2 separate regions of the Pan troglodytes genome follow, and region 2 is linked to region 1. A link is a contact called in public Hi-C data. All regions are on one chromosome and are shown on one strand. Each heading gives the region's core, a stretch centred on a gene start, on an enhancer-like site or on the middle of the called end of the contact. The rest is flanking DNA. Distances are from core to core; before and after follow the strand shown. Region 1 has its middle 32 kb from the start of FOS. Region 2 has its middle 40 kb from the start of BATF.

Region 1 (5,933 bases), core at 1,777-4,276:
CAGCAAAGCCTTGTTTCATAAGTTGTCCTTTTTTTCTTTTTTTTTGAGAAGGAGTCTCATGCTGTCGCTCAGGCTAGAGTGCAGTGGCGTGATCTCGGCTCACTGCAACCTCTACCTCCACCTCCTGAGTTCAAGCGATTCTCCCGCCTCAGCCTCCTGAAGAGCTGGGACTACAGGTGTGCACCACCATGCCCGGCTAATTTTTGTATATTAAGTAGAAACGGGGTTTCACCATGTTGGCCAGGCTGGTCTTGAACTCCCGACCTCAAGTGATCCACCTGCCTCCGCCTCCCAAAATGCTGGGATTACAGGCATGAGCCACTGCGCCCAGCCTCATACTCTGTTCTTTGTGTACTTTGTGGTTTCATTCCATTTTAAAGCCAAATCTCTGCTAATACACACCCATAATGCTCATTGTTCTTCCCCATTGCATGTCATTGTGACATCATGCAATGCCATGATAAGGCGATTTACCAATTGCACATTCTAATTGCTCTCAGAGCATAATATTCATTAGCAATTTTCTTTCATAAGCTTCTTAGCAATAATGTTTCCTCCAATGCAGTATAGCATTCAAAGGTGGAACTTTGGAGTCAGATGGACTTGGGTTGAAATCCTGACATTACTACTTACCAGCTTTGTGACTTGGGGCAAGCTGCTAAACTTCTCTAGCTATAACATTATTCTCATTTTATCAATCAGGAAACAAAGAACCAGAAAGACCAAATCAGTAATCGTGAGTCTCATATTGTTATCTATAAAAAAGCTACACCTTGCAAGGAATGAAAAGATAAGGTGTGTACCACATTTAAATTGGTGCTTGCCACATGCTAATATATGCTAATAAAACATTTTGTAATGATAAAAGTGATGGTAGTGATGAATGGCTTATTTCTTTATTTTATTTTATTTGAGTCGGAGTCTCACTCTGTTGCCCAGGCTGGAGTGCAGTGGTGTGATCTCAGCTCACTGCAACCTCCGCCTCCCAGGTTCAAGTGATTCTCCTGCCTCAACCACCCGAGTAGCTGGGATTACAGGCATCCACCACCACACCCAGCTAATTTTTGTATTTTCAGTAGAGACAGGGTTTCACCATGTTGGCCAGGCTGGTCTCGAACTCCTGGCCTCAAGTGATCTGCTTGCCTCAGCCTCCCAAGGTGCTGGGATTACAGGCGTGAGCCACTGCACCCGGCCAATGGCTTATTTCTTTAAATAGAAAAAAGAAATGCATTGAATAAATCATTGACAGTTAATGGGACTCTCTGGTGATGAACCTGGGTTCTACCCATGCCTGGAGGCTCCAGGTCCCATAAGCTTCCACCCAGCATTGTGTTGTAACTGTACCATTTCCCTTCATGAAATTTGAGAGGTGATGTTTTGACATTATTTCATTTTGTTTCATTTCCTCTTGATGGGTGGGCTTAACCTGTTTCTCAATTTAGGCAGAGCAAAAGGGAGAAGTATTTTAAATTGCCATGATAGTCCAAGTTGGTCTTACCTTCAGGCCCCTGAGCACGAGCCCAAAATTCTCTCCAACTCTCCTACGGTATTTGGGTATTTTCCAATTCCTAGAAATGCCAGATATAAATAACCCTTTCCTTAGTTTCCTCCAAAACTCTCCCTTTCTCCTTTCCTTTTGCCTCTTGGCATTTGGGTACCATAACAATGAATTTTGAAATAATACTTTAATCACATTTTATATTCTTGGCCAGGCTCAGTGGCTCATGCCTATAATCCCAACATTTTGGGAGGCCCCATCTCAAATTAAAAAAAAAAATTACATTCTTATGGTGCATTTCTGTTCACTAAATGCATTCATATCCACTCTTCACAGTTGGCAGTAAGGAAGATAGTGTAAGTTCCATTTGATGGATGACACAGCTGAGGTTCAAAGAGGTGAACCCATGTGCCCTCGATGCTGGCCTTCAAGCCAACACCATTTCCTGCTGCAGCAAGAAGACAGTCTTTACTGACAGACATATTTATTTTTATCATGGTAAAATATACATAACAAAGTTTACTGTTTGAAACTTTTAAAGTCTACAGTTGAGTGGCATTAAGTACATTCGCATTGTTGTGCAACTCTCATCACCATCATCTCCAGAACGTTTCATCTTCCCAAATTGAAACTTCATACTCATTAAATACTCACTCCCCATTTTCCCCTCCCCTCGGCCTCTGGCAATCACCCCTCTACTTTCTGTCTGTTTGAATTTGACTACTCTAGGAAGCTCACATGAGTAGAATCATAAGCTATTTTTCCTTCTGTGTGATAGACACTTTTGCAGCAAGATTTCTGGAGGAAGATGCCAAGATTCTTTCTTCCACTGCATTTGTTTTGGCTCATATTGCCCGTTGGCCAGAAAGAGTGTCTATATCCTAAAGCGGCCCACCTTCAGGGACCTGAACACCATTCAGGCACAGAGCCGGGCTTTGATAGACAAGCCCTGCAAAGCAGATGTTTTCTAACATTTTGCATTGACTGTTGTTCATTCTTCTTGTCTTGCAGGTAATTACTTGAGTTGTCATCATCAGAGTAGAAAAAAAAAAATGCTCCTGGAGAAGAATATAAGGTATTTCCGTGTTCCACCGCTGAGGTTCCCAAAGCCCTCTCTCTCCTCCATTGGCGTGTGTGTGTGTGTGTGTGTGTGTGTGTGTGTGTGTGTGTGGTTTGGGGGAGTTTTTTATTTTAAAACACTCTGTGATTTACTTCAATTCATCTTTTGCCCAGAAAGCCAACACAGCTGCAAATCCGTTCTGCCCAGAAAGCCTTCTAGCCTTCCCAGAGGCCTCTTTGCCTGTTCAGTGGACACTTCCGTCCCTCTCAGGCCGGCTTCTCCCAGCCCACTGCCCCCCGGGCTGCCTGCCCAGCTCCTGAGAGAAGGCACTGCTCCCTGGAAGTGGCCGAGCCTTCTCTATGGGTTTCTGTAACTTGGAGAAGCGCAGGCTCCCCTGGGGCACCCCTGCTCCTCCTCCCCTCCTTGGGCTTCCCCCTCAGAAAGCTGGCTCTGCTGCCCGCTGGTAAACGGACTGGCTGTCACCATGGCAACAGCCTGGCCTGGAGCCGGATGACGCCAGACCTGACTCCCCTTCCCAACCTCACCCAACTCTGTTTGTTTGGGCTCCAGCTGCTTTTGTTGGGCTTTGTTTTGCTTGTCAGTTTGAAACAGCTCCTTTGCTGATTGGCTGCAGGGGGCTGAGATCCGAATCCCTGGGATACTGAGAAGTCCTGCTCCCTGCCCGGGCAGGATTTCCTGGCACTTTGGAGTATTTCCCCCATCACAGTAACAAGGCCTAAAGAAGCCCTGTTTGATGAACACACACTTGCCCTTTAGGCAAGGCAGAGCCCATAGAGAGACTGAGCATCAGATAATCTGCGAAATGCCCCAATCTGCACACCCAACAAGAACCCTATCACTAAACCATGTTGGCTTCCCGAATGCCACACTTGTGACTAAAGGCCAGCCTGTTACTTGATAAAACGAAAGAAGCATACCATGTCAGAGAGCAGTCCAGGTGTGTAGAAACATCAAAAATAAATAAATCCAGGAAGAAAAACAAACAAGTATGTGGATGTTAAGGAACAGCTTTAGGTGAATGTGGTGACAGACATCCAAGTAATGTTCACCTCAAATTTTGGGGTGGTTTTGCTGCTTTTATTCGGATAACTGTAGAAGCAAGAATCCAGAATATTTGTGACTAATTTGAAAACATGGCGTCTACCCTTTTGCTATTTCATCGGGTTTTTATCTCCCAAATAATCAATTTTAATAACTTGCTTGGTCCTCGATAATCCTGAATTTACTCCCAGGACTATCAGGGACCAAGCAAGTTATTGCTGTGCTTAAAATTTTTGTTTTGTTTTGTTTCACTCTGTCGCCCAGGCTGGAGTGCAGTGACGCGATCTCGGCCCGCTGCAACCTCCGCCTTCTCCCTCAGCCTCCCAAGTAGCTGGGATTACAGGCACCCGCCACCACGCCCAGCTAATTTTTGTATTTCTGGTAGAGATGTTGGCCAGGCTGGTCTCAAACTCCTGGCCTCAATGGATCCGCCCACCTCGGCCTCCCAGAGTTGAGATTACAGGCATGAGCCACCGCACCCAGCCATCTCCTTTGAGATACAAAAAAGATGTTTCTGGCCTGGCGCGGTGGCTCACACCTGTAATCCTAGCACTTTGGGAGGCCGAGGCAGGCGGATTGCCTGAGCTCAGGAATTCAAGCCCAGCCTGGGCAACATGGTGAAACCCCATGTCTACTAAAATACAAAAGAAATTAGCTGGGCGTGGTGGCGTGCACCTGTAGTCCTAGCTACTCAGTAGGCTAAGGAAGGAGAATTGCTTGAACTCGGGAGGCAGAGGCTCATGCCACTGCATTCCAGCACTCCAGCCTGGGTGACAGAGCAAGACTCTGTCTCTCAAAAAAAAAAAAAAAAGATGTTTCTTGTGCATCAACCTTTGAAGCTGTGTAACAGCAGCCTCAGCTCCTCATCTGTAAAATGGGGATAAATAATACCAACAGCCAGGTTATAAAGGGCTTAGCTCAATTTGCATACTTACTGAGCTACTATCCTCATCAACTCCCACCTATGCCTTTTTTCTGATGATCCCAACACTTTTCATAAGAACTGCATCATAGGCCGGGTGCGGTGGCTCATGTCTCTAATCCCAGCACTTTGGGAGGCCAAGGCGGGCGGATCACCTGAGGTCAGGAGTTCAAGACCAGCCTGGCCAACATGACAAAATCCCATCTCTACTAAAAATACAAAAATTAGCCGGGTGTGGTGGTGGGCACTGATAATCCCAGCTACTTGGGAGGCTGAGGCAGAAGAATCACTTGAACCCCAGGGGGCAGAGGTTGCAGTGAGCTGAGATCGTACCACTTCACTCCAGCCTGGGCAAAAGAGCAAAACTCCGAAAAAAGAAAAAGAAAGAAAGAAGGAAAAGAAAAGAAAGGAAAAGAAAGGAAAGGAAAGGAGAAAGAAAGAGAGAGATCGCATCATTGCCGGGCACAGTAGCTCATGTCTGTAATCCCAGCACTTTGGGAGGCCAAGGCAGGCAGATCACCTGAGGTTGGGAGTTCAAGACCAGCCTGACCAACATGCAGAAACCCCGTCTCTACTAAAAATACAAAATTATCCAGGCATGGTGGCGCATGCCTGTAATCCCAGCTACTCAAGAGGCTGAGGGAGGAGAATTGCTTGAACCCAGGAGGTGGAGGTTGCAGGGAGCCAAGATTGTGCCATTGCACTCCAGCCTGGGCAACATGAGCAAAACTCCATCTCAAAAAAAAATAAAAAATAAAAAATAAAGAATCACATCATTGAGTCAGTTAACACATATTTATTAAACACTCTAATGGGTCAGCACTGTGCTAGGCACTAGGGATAAAATGATAGGCAAGAAAGACACAATCCCTGCCCTTTGGGAGCCTCTGGACTAGTAAGGGAGACAGACAATGGTCAAATAACCACACAAAATGTAAAATTACTTCTGTGCCATGTGAGTGAAGCCATCTCAGACCCCCCAGACCAGTTCATCCTGCCGCTGAATACCACGGAGGATCTCAGTCATTGCTGTAATCAGCAGAAAAATTCCCAGCCAAGTCCTGCCTTCATCCCTGATCTGCAGAATCATGAGCTATAGGAAATCAGTGGCTCTTTTAAGCCTCTCCAAAGTAAAAATAATTGCATCTCTCTTAGGTGCCTAAAGCATTAAGAGGACAATTTTTAAAAAGAGGAAATAAACTGCATTTTAGTCCTTTTTTCTAGTTAGGAAACCAGGGCTGAGGTAGGTTTAGATATAAGAATGCAATGATTTGACCTGCAAAATCCTAAAGCCTAAAGTGAATTCCATCTGCCATCCTGCAGAAACATCCTGGCGGTTTCCTTCAAACCTTGTTTTGCTGAAGAGCGCCCTCTTCTGGCTCGGGACCCTT
Region 2 (5,489 bases), core at 2,299-4,798, 170 kb before region 1:
GTATCTTGAAATATGGAAGTGGCTTTGGAACTGGGTAAGGGGTAGAGGCTGGAATAGTTTTGAAGCATATGCTGGAAAAAGCCTGTATTGTCATGACCAGAATGTTAAAGGAGATTCCAATGAGGGCTGTGAAGAGGAAAGTTGTAGAGACAGCCTCAGTGTTAGGGATTATCTAAATGGTTGTGAACAGAAGGCTGGTATTCTAGAAAAAGCCAATCTGATGAAGTCTTAGATGAAAACGAGGAATGTCTTATCAGAAGTTGGAGGAAAGGCTATCCTTGTTATAAAGCAGCAAAAACTCATCTGAATTGTATCTGTATCCTACTGCTTTGTGGAAAGCAGAATTTAAGATCAATGAACTGGCATATTTAGCAGAAGAAATACCAAAGCAAAGTGTTCAGGGTGTGGATGGCTTCTCTTAACTGCTCATGGTAACATGTGAGAAGAGAAATAATTTAAAGATGGATTTTTTTTTTTTTTTGATGGAATTTCCCTCTGTTGTCCAGGCTGGAGTGTAGTGGCACGATCTTGGCTCACTGCAACCTCTGCCTCCCGGGTTCAAGTGATTATTTTGCCTCAGCCTCCTGAGTAGCTGGGACTACAGGTGCACGCCACCATGCCCGGCTAATTTTTGTATTTTCAGTAGAGACGGGGTTTCACCATATTGGCCAGGCTGGTCTCGAACTCCTGACCTTGTGATCTGCCTGCCTCGGCCTCCCAAAGTACTGGGATTACAGGCGTGTGCCACCGCACCCGGCTTAGAGACGGAATTTTTAATTAAAAGGGAAGCAGAATGATTTGGAAAATTCTCAGCATGGCCATGTAAAGAATAAAAAAGCATGTTAGGAGAGAAAGCCAAGGGTGTGGCCAAGTGACCACAGATTAGTAAATCTGTTAATCTGTTGATAAACAGGTTAGTATAGATTGAAGGAAGCTGGATGCTGTTCACCAAGATGATGGAAGAATAACCCTGAAAGCATTTCTGAGATCTCAGAGACTGCCCTACCCATCACAGTCAGGGCATTGAGGGCTAAATAATTTCAAGGGAGGGGCCCAGGGCTCCTGTGGAACTTGGGGTCCCGGGGATCCCAGTCCAGGGCCTCAAGTCTCTGCTAACTGTATTCTGGCATGGTGCTCCTTGGTAGCCCCAGCTGTTGCTCAGGTGGGCCCAGGTGCAGCTGAAGCCACCACTCCACAGGACACAAGTGGTGAACCCTGGTGGCTTACATGTGGTGCTAACTCCACAGGCATGCAGTGATGAGCTGCAGAGGCAGGGCTACCTCCACCTGGATTTCAAGGGATGCCTCAGAGAGCCTCAGGGCCCAGGCAAAGACATGGCACAGGGAAGGGGCTGCTGTGGAGAGTCCCCACCAGGGCAGTGCCTAGTGGAGTCCTGGCAGCGGGGCCACTCTTGAGACCCCAGGACAGCAGAGCCTCGGGAGTGCAACCCCAGCCCTGGAGCGCCAGTGGCAGGCTACTCACCCCCAAGAGGCGTCTCCACCTTGTTGTATGTGATTAAAAAGAAGAAATGGGGTCATAGGCCTTTAAAAAAATTAGGAGACTTTATTTATTTATTTATTTATTGAGGCAGAGTCTCACTCTGTCACCCAGGCTAAAGTGCGGTGGCACGATCTCGGCTCACTGCAACTCCATCTCCCAGATTCAAGTGATTCTCGTGCTTCAGATACCCAAATAGCTGGGACCACAGGCTCCCACCACCATGCCTAATTTTTGTATTTTTGATAGAGATGGGGTATTGTCATGTTGGCCAGGCTGCTCTCAAACTCCTGACCTCCAGTGATCCACTGTCCTTGGCCTCCCAGGGTGCTGGGATACAGGCATGAGCCGCTGTGCCTGGCCAATAGATTTTAATTTTTAGTTTCACAGAAAAGTTGAGTATAGGTACAGTTTCTATATATTCCCTCTTCTCCACACTGCCTCACCCTGTGTACCGCCTCTCTGACAGTTTCCCCTATTGTTAATAACTTGCATTAGTGTAGTACACTTATTACAATTGATAAACCAAAATGATACATTGTTATTTTAAAAAGTCTACAGTTTAAGGTTCATTCTTTGGTTGTATAGTTCTATGGGTTTTGACAGATGCATAATATCGTGTATCTATCATTAACAGTATCATAGGGAAACGTTTCACCACCCTCATAATTCCTTGTGCTGCACCGTTTCTCCCTCTCTCCTCCCTGCAGCCCTGGCAACTGTAGATCTTTTGATGATCTCCCTCCTTTACCTTCTCCAGAATGTTACATAGTTGGAATCATGCAGTATGTTGCTTTTGCAGACTGGCTTCCTTCACTTAGCAAAATACATTTAAGGTTCCTCCCTGTCTTTTCATGGATTGACAGCTCATTTCTTTTTATCGCTAAATAATATTCCACCTTTTGAATATATCATAGTTTATCCATTCACCTATTGAAAGACATCTTGGTTTCTTCCAATTTGGGGTGATTATGAAAAAAGCTGCTATCAACTTTTGTGTGGACATAAGTTTTCAATTCATCTGGGTAAATACCAAGACATGTGCTTGCTGGATTACATGGTAAGAGTAAGTTTGGCTTCATGAGAAATTGCCAAACCGTCTTCCAAAGTGGTTGCACCAATTTTGCGTTTGCACCAGCAGTGAATGAGAGTTCCTTTTGCTCCACATCCTCGCCAGCATTTGGTGTTCTCTGTGTTTTGGATTTCAGCCACTCTAATAGGTGTGTGCAGGTAGCTCATTGTTTTAATTTATAATTTCCTAATGGCATATGATGTTGAGCATCTTTTCATGTGCTTATTTGCCATTTGCGTATCTTCGAGGTGTCAGTTCGGATCTTCTGCCCATGTTTTAATTGGTTTGTTTGCTTTCTTATTGTTGAGTTGTAAGAGTTCTTTGTATATTTTAGTTATAAGACCTTTATCAGATATGTGTTTTACAAATATTTTCTTCCAGTTTGTGGCTTTTCTTTCCAAAGGTCATTTTTAAAAACACTTCTGGGCTTTTCAAGTAAATGTTTAGATTTTAAAAATGAAGGTAAATACGAATGACTTCTCTTAGTTTAGCCACCCCTGCCTGGCTAGACTTCTAGTATAAATTTCCTAGTAAGGAGGAATTGGCTGCAAAATGAAATCCACACCTCTGTGTTATACTTGTGAACAGCTTTTCTATTTATGTAACTAATTTAGTAAATCTCATTGTTTATCTGTCAGTTTATGAGGAAAGAAAATCCCCCTTTTGGCAAATCCGAATGAAAGAACTGCAAGTCCTGTGTGTGGGAGGGGTAGAAACTCTAAGGCCCCACGTGGATCGTCTGCTCCTTGTGCAGGAGCCCAGTCAGGGATGGGGTTCAGCTGCAGGGGCCACCGACCCTTCCACCCACCTGAAGCAGAGCAGGGTCTGGCCCACTTGACCAGGCACCGACCCAAAAAGCCCTTCCCTAAGAAGCTGAATGTTTCACTCCTGCTTGTTTCATGAGCACCAGGAACTGTGACCTTGGACTCCCCTCACAGTTCCCTTCCTTTCTAATGAGGGAAGGGGTGTCTCTGGAGCCTGGGCTAGAGGCCGCTTTAGAAATGCAAAGGTTTCAGCTGCTTGAAGGGAATGCATTTGAGGGAAGTCTCTTCTGGTTTCTTCTGTGCCTTCAAAGAAGAACAGAGCTTTTTCAGTAACTCTGTATGAAGTCAGGGAGTTCAGACGCTCAAGTCCCTGGGCCCCAAGGAGATTTCTTCTCAGGTGGTGTTATGCAAATAGAAGGGTGGACTAAGTCTTTATTTCAAGAAAAGAAAGGCAGAGAAGGAGAATAATTATACGTTTCACATTTGGGCTATAAATACTGCAGTGAATAGGGCTAGAAGGGAAGGATTTGGGGACTGGCGGGGAGCTGAATCTGCAAAGCCTGTGACTAGCTTTTCAGGATTTCTTCTTTCAGGAAGGGCAGTCAAGCTGGGATTGAGTGTAACGGCACCAATTAGAAAAGCCTCCCTGTGGCCGGGCACGGTGGCTCACACCTGTAATCCCAGCACTCTGGGAGGCCAAGGCGGGCAGGTCACCTGAGGTCAGGAGTTCGAGACCAGCCTGGCCAACATGGCAAAAACTCCGTCTCTACTAAAAATACAAAAATTTAGCCAGGCGCAGCAGTGAGCGCCTGTAGTCCCAGCTACTGGGGAGGTTGAGGCAGGAGAATCGCTTGAACCCAGGAGGTGGAGGTTGCAGTGAGCCAAGATGGCACCACCGCACTCCAGCCTGGGCAACGGAGTGAGACCCTGTCTCAAAAAAAAAAAAAAAAGAGGCTCCCTTTGGATGAAGCCACCACTACAGGGATGGCCTCTTGGTCACCTGAAAGAGGCAACTATGAAATGGCCAAGAAGAAAGTGGTTCACGCACTGTTGAGCTGACCACTGGGATTGGGGTGGGGGAGGCCAGGACTGCCATCAAAAGACAAAAATGTTGACATGCATGAGAGTGACCCTTGGGGGAACAGAATAAGATGGTCACCAAACCCCAAGGTACACCCAGCTGGAGTGGGGCTTTATTTCACCTCAGAAGGAAATTTACCCGAGCTTAGGTAGAAGTCTCTTCTACCTTGTCGCCCCAGACCTGCCCCAGTCCAGCACTGACCACAGGGACCGGTCTTCCTCCCCGAGAGACTGTGCCCTCCCTGAAGGCAGGGATTTTGTTGGGTCTATATTTGCTTTCCAGCCTGGAAAGAGCTCAGTTACTTTCAGTGAAGTCCAGTGGTGCCAGCTGTGTGATGTTGGACAAGTCTCTTATCTAAGCCTCAGTTTCTTCGACAGTAAATATTAATATAAGACTCGCCTCACAAGAACTCAGCATATGGTTGGTACTCAATAAAAACTAGTACCTGTCCCTTAGTTCCCAGGGAAGCCATCCTCTTAGCTGCAATTATGCAGTTTCTTTTTCACAGCCAGGTAATATGAGTCCGTAAACCTTTATAATCATCATCTACCTTTTAGCCTAGAAAACAATGTATCAGGATATTAGAATTAAACTGTTGTGGCTTTTGTTTGTTTGTTTGTTGAGATAGAGTCTCGCTCTGTGACTCAGGCTGGAGTTCTGTGGCACGATCTCGGCTCGCTGCAACCTCCACTCCCTGGGTTCAAGTGATTCTCCTGCCTTAGCCTCAGCCTCCCCAGTAGCTGGGACTATAGGCACCTGCCACCATGCCCGACTAATTTTTGTATTTTTTGTACAGGCAGGGTTTCACCATGTTGGCCAGGCTGGTCTCGAACTCCTGACCTCAAAGAATCCACCCACCTCAGCCTCCCAAAGTGTTGGAATTACAGGCGTGAGCCACAGTGCCCGGCCAAGAATTAAAGTTTTGATGGAGACACCAAGGCTTAGATGTGAAGCCGGATCACCACTTGCAGACTGTACACATTTTAAAGAACTTATTACATAATGATTGGACCCTTCTGCAGTTTGAGGAGATAAGAAGGGCTCCAAGCACAAAGGTCGGGGGGACATTTTTAGA

The links. A called contact is a pair of places that touch in the nucleus more often than the background predicts.
Region 2: a Hi-C map of induced pluripotent stem cells shows a contact between it and region 1, with 5 times the contacts expected there. The contact joins two enhancer-like sites. A contact is called at or near these places in 5 of 7 Hi-C or Micro-C datasets (blood, induced pluripotent stem cells, a lymphoblastoid cell line and 1 more) and 1 of 1 other capture datasets (stem cell-derived neural stem cells).

What each region holds. Positions count from the first base shown.
Region 1 is chr15:73,260,579-73,266,511 of NHGRI_mPanTro3-v2.0_pri, reverse strand. No RefSeq gene overlaps it. Among named protein-coding and RNA genes, the nearest start is that of FOS, 32 kb to the right of the region's middle. Within about 2 kb of position 3,026, at least 18 of the 24 cell types and tissues checked have an H3K27ac peak or open chromatin away from gene starts, as enhancers often do. A contact at or near this core is called in induced pluripotent stem cells, where this site is marked.
Region 2 is chr15:73,431,125-73,436,613 of NHGRI_mPanTro3-v2.0_pri, reverse strand. No RefSeq gene overlaps it. Among named protein-coding and RNA genes, the nearest start is that of BATF, 40 kb to the left of the region's middle. Within about 2 kb of position 3,548, at least 2 of the 24 cell types and tissues checked have an H3K27ac peak or open chromatin away from gene starts, as enhancers often do. A contact at or near this core is called in induced pluripotent stem cells, where this site is marked.